Linked DNA regions of Mus musculus: region 2 is linked to region 1. Evidence: chromatin contacts called from public HiChIP or PLAC-seq data. All regions are on one chromosome and are shown on one strand. The core of a region is the stretch at or near the end of the contact, and the rest is flanking DNA. Distances in the headings are between cores, read along the strand shown. Region 1 holds the start of Pars2 (prolyl-tRNA synthetase (mitochondrial)(putative)). Region 2 overlaps Yipf1 (Yip1 domain family, member 1).

Region 1 (4,816 bases), core at 1,148-3,647:
AGCCAACAAGGTCTTCATTTGTTTTGAGCTACTCAGCTTTTGCCTCAATTCAGGAAGCAGAGAATGAATGAAGCTGGCCATTTGGGAAGTTCAGCTAGCCAAGGCCCCTCCCGCTATCTGTCTGCTTCCCAGGGCGTCTAGCTCCTACTCCTAGCTTGTTGAAGACAGGCGGTCAGATCTGGCTTATTGAGGTTTGGGGGACCTGGGTTCTGGCCCTTTATAATTCTGGTAACACCAGGAGTTGTGAGAAATAATGATGCAGCCCCACCACCTACCTGTCACCCCTGTCATCTCACTCTGCTCCAGGCCTCTGAGTGTCTGGTCCCTCTGCCTGCCAGACCCATTCTTCTCCCAGGTAAAGACAATTTCCTCAGTAAAGCTCCCACTCTCCTGGACTCCTACAGGGCTTCCCTGAACCCCAGTGTTGCTGCAGATCACAGGCTGTTCGGGAAGCTCCGGGGGAGCTGAGAGCAGTTTGTGTCACTGTCACAGTTGTCTGGTCTTGCCAAGGGGTACAGCACTCTTAAGGCAGTTTAGAAAGTGTGGTTGTTGTTGAATAGGCTAACTGGAAGGCAGCTCCTCCTCAGGGCCCTCTCCACTCTGTTTCAAGCCTGCAACATTCTCCCTCAGACAGCTACACGGTCTCCTTCTTCAGGTCTTTGCTAAAATGCCACACTCATGGTGGCTTTCCGTGGGCACCCTATGCACCATTCAGCTCCCTACCCCATTTTTGTTTTGTTTTGTTTTTTTAAGTTAAATTGTCTTCAGAACATTTAACACCCTCTGACCGGCAACTTACTTTTTCTTTCTATGGATTTTTTTGTGGTAATTTTTAAAAATTAATTTTATCAAAATCCGGTTTTGTCTTGGTTTCTGAGTCTTTACTGCCCCACTTCCCTACTGTCTGCTTTTTATTTATTTGTTTGTTTGTTTGTTTTTGTCAGCTTGACACAGCTAGGGTCATCTGGGAAGAGGAACCTCAGTTAGGAAACTGTCCCCATGAGGCTCCACTGCAGGCCAGTCTTCTTGATTAATGACCGACATGGGAGGGCCCAGTGCATTGTGGGAGGTGCCACCCTTGCACATGTGCTCCAGGGTTGTACAAGAAGGCCGGCTGAGCAAGCCATGAGGAACAAGCCAGTAAGCGGTATTTCTCAGTGGTGTTTGCTTCAATTCCTGTCTCCAGGTTCCTGTCCTGAGACTTGACTCCTCGCTACCCACCCCCACCCCAGGGATGGACGGTAACTCATAAGCTAAAACAAACCCTTTCCTCCCCAAGTTGCTTTTGGTTGTTATCTTTCTCACAGCCACTGAAAGCAGACTAAGACACTTGGTCGGCTGAAGTTTGACTGTGTCAGCTTACAGGCCATCACTTCTAACATGAATGTTGGGAGCTGTTTTCCCCATTCTCTGCTTCCCCACAGCTGCAGCAGTAGCGTGTACTATGTAATTATTCATAAACTATTTTGTGAGGGCTGGGGAGACAGCTCATCAGGTAAAGTGGGTGCCATGAAACATGAAGAGGGGGTTCAGAGCCTCAGTGTATAAGGTAGAGATGGATGAGAAACACCTATGAAAGCTTTGGGCCTTCACACACTAGTTCACACGTGTATATGTGTTCCTACACACATACAAACATACCACATAACACACTTATGTAAACCATGTACATATACATCTTGTAAATGAAGAAAAGACCCAGCCTCATTGTATGTGTGTGTGAGTTTGTGTGGGAGTGGAGGTGGGTATCCTCAGTGGTCAGAAGGTTTTGGAGTTCCCTGGAGCTGGCGTTTCAGTGATTGTGGGTGCTGAGAACCGAACACTGGTTCTCTGAAGCACAGCAGTGGTTGTTAACCAGCACAGCAACGAATGTTTCAAGTCGCATCTTCAAGACTCAGGGACACTCGCCTTTGAGAAGCCACATCCGTGCTCTCCAGTTCCCCTGGTGCTTTTAAGCCTAGTGCTTCAGCCTATATTAAAATGTCTTTATTAAACCCCATCTCTGCTTCATAAAATTTTTTAAAAAGACTTCCTTGGCTATTGTAATACAGGTGACCTTATGCAAGTGTTTCATAGTTTTAAACTCATTTAAATTGTGGCTTGTTCAATCATAGCGTAGATTTGAAACATAGCTATTGTCAATGAACCTGCTCTCCACATAGACCGGGCCTAGCAGTGGGCGGTAAAAACAGGACTCAAATCCTTTAAAGTAAGGTTTGATCATAGAGTTGAACCTTGCTAATTCCTAGAGGGCACTTCCGGAATCTTGGCGGGAGAGCGAGGCTCTTTGGTTTGCTTTCCGGAAAACCTCTCCAGCCTCTCTCCAGAGCGTGGGACCGGAGCATCCCGCCCCCTCCCGTGAGTGCGGCTTTCCGATTGGTGAGAAACACAGGGGGCGAGGCTCCGGCCATGTCGGCGCAGGCGCACTGGCTTTGCGTGACTGAAGAGCGCCCGACTCAGGTATTGAGTTGCTGCTGGTGAGCATCGGTGGCCGCTGGACTTGGAGGGTGGCTAGGAAGGGCCCAGCGAATCTAGGGACAGTTTCTGGGCACGCGCACCCACGATCTGGTGTCTGCTGTCTCGCGTGCATCCTCTCAGTCGCCACAGGCTATTGGATAGTCGTGTGCTCGGTTGCAGTTCACCTTTCCCCATCTCCACCCCCGCTGTTTGAGAGCAACACTTCCGCCCTAGTTATCCTTGCGTGGCCCTTACTTAGAGGCACAGAGTTCCTAAAAGGGCCCATTTTGGACCGGTCCCGGGGATGACCTGGTGGCTCAGCCGCCTTAGGGTTCTAAAGAGGAATGAAGTGACCGCAGTACGCTCACTCCTCGTAAAGGCCAAGATAGAGCAGGGGTTGGAAGTTTCATCGCTGTTGTATGCTGCGCTGACGTTGGTGGTATTTGGAGGCAAATTCCCGCAATCCAGAATGGCCATGGGCCTTTTGATGTCACCTGACACAAATCAGAGCCTATGACCCTATGATCCATCTCAGAGCCTATGAATTGGGCATCATAATACACAAACCTTTAGGGCACTAGGCATTGCAAGCACACTGTGTGCAGTTTTCCTGACTGGATCGTGTGTGTGTTCATGTACTGTGTACCTGAAATAGGGCGAAGGCAGGGAAAAGGCCTCTTACAGGTGAGATCTGCGGTACACTCGAAAGGCAGCAAGAAACTGTCATTACCAATGCCTGTGTTAAGTTGAAAGTGTAAGGAATGCAAGGAGGCCAGTAGAGACTGTTTTAACAGTCACGGATGATGGTATCTTGAACTGAGGTGCAGGCTGGTCAGGTGGAGCAGGCTGGGCCAGAGGACTAAAAACTGTGACAGTACTGTGGAGCAGAGTAGATGAGGGCAGGTTTCTGGTTTGGCCAGAGGGTGCTTTGCAGGGTGATACTCAGATCTGCAGGGGCACCATTGTCTGAAGAGATTCTGCCTCACTAAGTTTCAAATAGCGTGTACTATGTTCTCCAAAGATGGGAGAATATATAGGTCAGAAATTCAACAGTTTGGACAGTGAAGATGCAAACTGACCAGGAATGTGTGGTGGGTGAGAGGAGCAGTTAAAACAATATTGACTTTTTTGTTGCGGCAGATTTTCATTTCCTCCGATGTCCTGGAACTCAGATGTGCAAACCTAGCTGATTCTCTTACCTCTGGCTCCCAAGTGCTGGGATTACAAATATGCCTCAGCGCCTAGCAATACTGACTTAGTAGGGATCGAGACAAGGAATTGAAGAAAAAACAAACAAACAAAAACCAAAAAAAGCCTGCTCTTCGCTGTTGCCTGTGAGATTGCAATTGACTTGTTTCAGGGTCTCTCCCCAGTGTTCTGAAATAGTAACAATATCAAACATCCACCAGGCTCATGGCCTGTGCCAAAAACTGTTGTGAGAATTTTTTCTACCTTTAAAAAAATTCTCAACAGTAAATGTACAAGGCTGATCTGGTGGTTATATCATTTCATGATGAAACTCTAGCACACGGGTAGCTACAGATGTGGCAGGCTGCTGGAAGTGGCCAGTGGAAGTTGGTTTAGAGCCGACTGCCTTATCTAGAGCCTGCGCATAACTGGATGCTATCTCCACAACAGGCTGGTAACATTTTCATAATCAGAAGAATATGACTTTCTGTTGTTGCTGCTGCTATTGGTTTTTTGTCTGTTTTGTTTGTTTTTGTATTTTTTAAAAAAGGTCTCTCTACATAGCCCTTACTGTTCTGGCACTCACTATGTACCAGACTGGCCTCAAACTCAGAGATCTGCCTGTCTCTGCTTCTCAAGTACTGGAGTGCTGGGATTAAATGCATCTGCCACTATACCCAGATGGATTTCTTTAAGTGGTACTGTGATGTGCTGGGCTAATAGACATGGAAGGATCCACATCTTGGATCCCGTGCTGAGAACCAAGTTAATCGTCATCCCACGTGACTCATTTTTCTCCAGGTGCCAGGGTGTCATGGAAGGTCTGCTGACAAGATGCAGAACACTGTCTGCCTTGGCTGCCTGCAGCCTCCGTCACTGCAGATACATCATCCACAAGTGTTACCATCGTGCGCCCGGGAGAGGGCAGCGCTTGGTATTATCCCGCATGTTCCAGCCTCAGAACCTTCGGGAAGACCAGGTGCTTTCTCTGGAGGGCAGAGCTAGCGACCTGACCTGTAAGAGCCAGCGGCTGATGCTGCAAGTGGGCCTGATCCTTCCAGCCAGCCCTGGCTGTTACCACCTCATGCCCTATACAGTGCGTGCCGTGGAGAAGCTTGTGCGGGTGATAGACCAGGAGATGCAGGCCATCGGCGGGCAGAAAATCAACATG
Region 2 (4,816 bases), core at 1,251-3,750, 700 kb after region 1:
TAAATATAATTTAAAAGTAAAATAAGCCGGGCGTGGTGGCGCACGCCTTTAATCCCAGCACTTGGGAGGCAGAGGCAGGCGGATTTCTGAGTTCGAGGCCAGCCTGGTCTACAGAGTGAGTTCCAGGACAGGCAGGACTACACAGAGAAACCCTGTCTCGAAAAACCAAAAAATAAAAAAAATAAATAAAATAAAATAACTAACTCTCTAGAAGAGAGCATTATTATGAAGCAGAAAGAGCCCTGACCTGGGAGCTGCTTAGTAGTAAACTGAGGCACCATAACTGTCACAACCTCAGTTTCATTTCTTTCTGGACTTCCATGACGGTTGGCTTATGGCCATGGAAGCCCCTCCTTTACTGTGAAGGGTCCTTTAAGTCAGAGGCGTAAGCAGAAGTTCCAGGGCCACTCTGCTGCTCTCACAGGAGTGACCCAAGGTCACAGAGCTCATAAACAGACCAAGGCTCTTGTGTCAGACTGTGACTGTGTCCTTCACTCTCCCTGGACCTGGCCTGACCTGACCTGACCGTCTTCCATCGTATAATGGCTGAGAAGTTGGTGGAGAGGCAGAGGTAGGAGAGAGGCTCATTCCTTCCAGCTCTGAAAAGTCTCCTAATCGGGGCGTGCTGGCCTCTGCAGCAGAAGTGTGTGCTGGGAGAAAGGCTCTTCTTGAGGAGGAACTGCCGTGTTCTGAGCAGAGGAAGCCCTTGATGGCCAGATGTTAAGCCAAAGCCCTGTGTCTGAACTGTCTTCTCTCTGTTGGATATGGCTTCTCCTTTCTCTTCTGGAGGAGGGAGAATCAAAATAGAGGAAATGGGGGTCCTGTCCAGCTCGCACACCCACACTTTGGTTATAGAGGAAGCCGGGGGTCCCTCCAGCTCCCACACCCACACTTTGGTAATAGAGGAAGCTGGGGGTCCTGTCCAGCTCCCACATCCATGCTTTGGTTATAGAGGAAGCCGGGGTCCCTCCAGCTCCCACACCCAAGCTTTGGTTATTACTCTGGCCGCCTTTCTCTTTCCTAAGATAAAGGGACTGACCATGCACATCGTAGCACCGTCTGTCCTCTTGGAAGGTTTGGATAAGGTTTGCAGCATGAAAATTATGACAGGTTAGCTGTGTCAGGTGTCTCTCATCTGTCATCTCTGTTCTCAGGAGGCTGAGGCAAGAAGGTTTCCACAAGTTTATGGCCCACCTGGGTCTCATAGTGAGTTGCAGGCCCTTCAGAGGTATAAAAGCAACACCTTGACTTATGAGCAGGGGTTTACTGGGAGGACAGCTCAGCTGGTAAAGTGCTTTCAGAGGACTCTAGTTCGGTCTCCAGAACCCACATAAAAAGAGCTGAGCATGGTGCATGCTTGTAACTCCAGAATTGGGGAGATGGAGACAGGTGAGGCTCAGTGTTAGTCAGCCTAGCCTACGTGTGAGGAGGGGACCTGGTGTGATTATCAAGGAGGAGGTGGAGGAAGAAGAGGAGGAGAGTGTCAGAGGAATAAACTTGAGGTTATGCTCTGGCCTGCACACACATGTACATGTGTGCCTATATACCACACACAGGTGAACATACACAGACACACACATACGGAAAAACAGAGAAAGAAAACTGTTCATGTAATGTCAGAAGACATTATAATTATTGGAAAGCGGTGGGAGGAGTTGGCGAGGGAGCTGTTCGAGCTGAGGGGCACCAGCTGAAGCAGACAGCCTCGCCCGGCTTTCCCTGTCTCCCCTGGGAACCGCGGATTAGTGCTTCGGTTTCAGAGCAGTGATGTATGTGGCAGCCTCACATCTGCTGAGGTCCCTCGGTGACTGCACTGGAAAATGATCTCCAGGTCTTCACTGAACACACCTGGCAGGGACAGCGAAGGAAGCACAGAGCGTGGGTCCTTGGTGGGTTGTCGAGAGCCAGGCAAGCCCACGTTTGGATGATTACCACTGAGCTCAGGGAAAATGGCGCCTACTGGCCACAGTGCCTCAGGATGGGCTGAGCTGAGCACAGACCCTGTGCCACATCACTGGCTGTGCTAGAAGAAAAAGCCTTTTAGAGACTTTTTCCACCACCACCCCGCAATTTTGCAGACAAAACCGAGGAGGTAGAGAAGCCTGTCTAGAGGCACAGTGCTAGTAACTAGTGCAGACAGGGAACGCAGACCACTCAGCTCTGAGACTCATAGCTTCCTGAAGAGCATTTCCTCAAGTGGCCTGGAAGAGAGCCACTCCTTCACTGGTAGTCCCATTCAGTGTTCCTGAGGAGCAGACACGATGGCCTCGGTCTCACTCATGACCCCCAAGTAGAGGAATCGCCTTCCTTTGTGCCAGGAAACAGCTGCAAGAGAAACTTTTAAATTAGGTTTGCTCTGGGGCTGTGATAAGCTAGAGGGAGTTTCTGGGGGGTGGGGGTGGGGGGGCGGGTGGCAAAGAGAAGCTAAAGAGATCTGTTAAGTATGAAGGTTGGAACAGGCTGGGAAGCCCAAGTGTGTTGTGTTGGCACCCTCTTCTGGCTAATAAGGGCAGAGCTGCTGAAAATGGTTCTTAGCTTTTTACCTTTTCATCTTCCTGAGCCACCCATGCCAAGGGAATCCTGTGTATCTAGTGGCCCTTGGGATAGTAACAGCTTCACCCTCCCACACACCCTTTGAAGGGGGGGCTCAAGGCTAACAAGATTGGTGTTTTTCTGTGCTAACTTTAGTGTCCTCTGACCTTAAGGCAGGAGGGAAGATCTTCGTTGCCACCTCCCCTGTCCCATCACCTCCTCCTGGTTCCTGGCAGCTAAGAGTGACAAGCGGAAGCTCTTGTCACACACTTCATTCTCAAGCTCAAGTCCTGGGGACTGAGGTGTGCTTAGCACCTTATTTTCGAGGTCTCTGCAGAAAGTCAACTAACTGGTTTAGCAAGTCAGTCCATAAATATCTGGCTACTTGCTATCAGGCCAGACCGAGATGCTGGCAGAGCAGAGGTAGAGGCAGAGACAGTCCCTGTATCCCCTGTGTGACACAGTAATTGCTAGCGTGAGTCCTGGATCCACTGCTCATGCGCCACGCTCACTTACCCAGGGACAGTCTCTGTGAGCCTCAGTTTCTGCACCTGCCAGGAGAGATCATCGTACAACCCCTTAAGGTCTCTGAGAAGAGTCAGGCATGCAACATAGCATGGCCAGTGAGTGGAGCTAAGTTTTTTGTTGTTGTTGTTTTGTTTTTTCGAGACAGGGTTTCTCTGTGTAGCCCTGGCTGTCTTGGAACTCACTCTGTAGACCAGGCTGGCCTTGAACTCAGAAATTGGCCTGCTTCTGCCTCCTAAGTGCTGGGATTAAAGGCATGCGCCACCACGCCTGGCTGGAGCTAAGTTTTAAAAGGTTGAGTCAGGGAGATACACAGTGAGGTGGCTGCAGTCTGGTGTGATAACAAATATAATGGGGGGGGGGGGCCAGAGACTATTAACATGGCTCCCTCCTGTGTCTCCTTTCCTGCAGGCTTACTTCTTTGATGCTCCAGAGATGGACCACCTCCCAGCAGCTATAACCACTCCCAACCAGACAGTAACAGCGGCCAAATCCAGCTAATGGGGAAAGCAGGTGGTGGCATTTCATCTCTCAGGGTATGTCACAAATAGGAAGGTACATCAGTTCTGCATTACCATCAGGGACCAAAGGCTAGACCCTGAGCTTGTAGACCCTGGGGTAGCGGGGGTGGGGGGGGAGTCCCTGCTCTGGTGATCACACCCACCTTCTCTATCCCCACTACACTGTCCAGTAGCACAGAAGGATTTCTTCCATATCCTAATTGTCTCAGTGATTTTTCTGCATTCTGTGACGTCTCCGACTGATCTCTGAAACCAGTGTTGTCCTCTCTTGAAGGACCCCTGGATTTCTCTGAAGGCTTCTGGATTTCTGTGCTTCATGTGCTCAGGGCCTTTGAAGTTATTCCTCTGTGAATGGTTAGCTGAGCGGGTTAGAGTGTGCAAGAGAGAGATCCAGTTTCATAACTTATTCCTTGCCTCCTGTTCTATGTTCTTAGTACCTTTTTTTGGCTGACAAGTTCTCATATAGCCCAGGCTAGCCTCCAATTCACCGTGTACCTGAGGATGACCCTGAACTTGAACTCTTGTACTTAGTTCATCCTCCTGCCTCTGGTTCCGCAGATGCTAGTGTTACAGGTGGGTGTGTCTCATCATGTCCAGTGTGCCTTCCTTTTCCCCCTTTCCCTGTGGGCGAGGATTGAACCTGAACCCAGGGCCCGTACAAGCTAAGCAAGTGCTTTCTCATACACCCATGATGACTTTGGTGCGGAGGGACACTTACTGATTCCGTTACGGTTCCTTGTGCCAAGCATAGCTGGGTCTGCACCTGGATTTTAGTTTTATAGGACAGCACACATTGGTGAAGGGAAGCAAGGAAGGCCGAGAATGGACGCGCGGGGTTTTTTTGTCTGTTCTTGACTTGAGCATTTTGTTGAGCTTTTTCATGTTTAGTGACTTTTCTGTCCTGCACCACACTGCCTTATTTCAGTTGATGAAACAAGATGGAAGAGGTCCCAGTTTGTTTTTCACTCCCTACTGGAGAGCCAGAGATAAATGTGTTGTCAGTGTTGTTTACACACTTTCTGAAGGGAATTAAACCTTCAGTTGAGAGGAACATTTGAAAGATATCAAGAAGAAAAGATAAGGCTGTGAGTGGCACCTCCTAAGGCTATATAAAGTGCAGTTCTGTTGTCTAGAATGCTCTTCCCTTCCCACAGTCATCAGCTTCCTGGTGACCCTGACACTCTGTCTACTATGCTCTTGTGCTCAGAGCACTAACTGTCTGTATGTCCATCTGCCTC

Evidence for each region. HiChIP or PLAC-seq counts read pairs in DNA pulled down with a chosen protein or histone mark.
Region 2: a contact with region 1 is called in an H3K4me3 HiChIP or PLAC-seq map of pro-B cells, with 6 times the contacts expected there. The contact joins the enhancer-like site here to the promoter of Pars2 in region 1. A contact is called at or near these places in 6 of 39 promoter capture datasets (the C10 cell line, the HPC-7 cell line, cranial neural crest and 3 more), 1 of 484 Hi-C or Micro-C datasets (cortical neurons) and 7 of 115 datasets of contacts at active chromatin or transcription factors (T-cell acute lymphoblastic leukemia, embryonic midbrain, embryonic stem cells and 4 more).

The regions. Positions count from the first base shown.
Region 1 is chr4:106,648,672-106,653,487 of GRCm38.p6, forward strand. It overlaps Pars2 (prolyl-tRNA synthetase (mitochondrial)(putative)), which reads left to right and starts at 2,398. Exons shown (of 2, transcript NM_172272.2): 1 at 2,398-2,460; 2 at 4,447-4,816. The coding sequence starts at 4,460.
Region 2 is chr4:107,346,946-107,351,761 of GRCm38.p6, forward strand. It overlaps Yipf1 (Yip1 domain family, member 1), which reads left to right. Exons shown (of 10, transcript NM_145550.3): 9 at 3,469-3,593. The coding sequence ends at 3,558. Among named protein-coding and RNA genes, the nearest start is that of Ndc1, 19 kb to the right of the region's middle. Within about 2 kb of position 2,501, at least 23 of the 459 cell types and tissues checked have an H3K27ac peak or open chromatin away from gene starts, as enhancers often do. A contact at or near this core is called in pro-B cells, where this site is marked.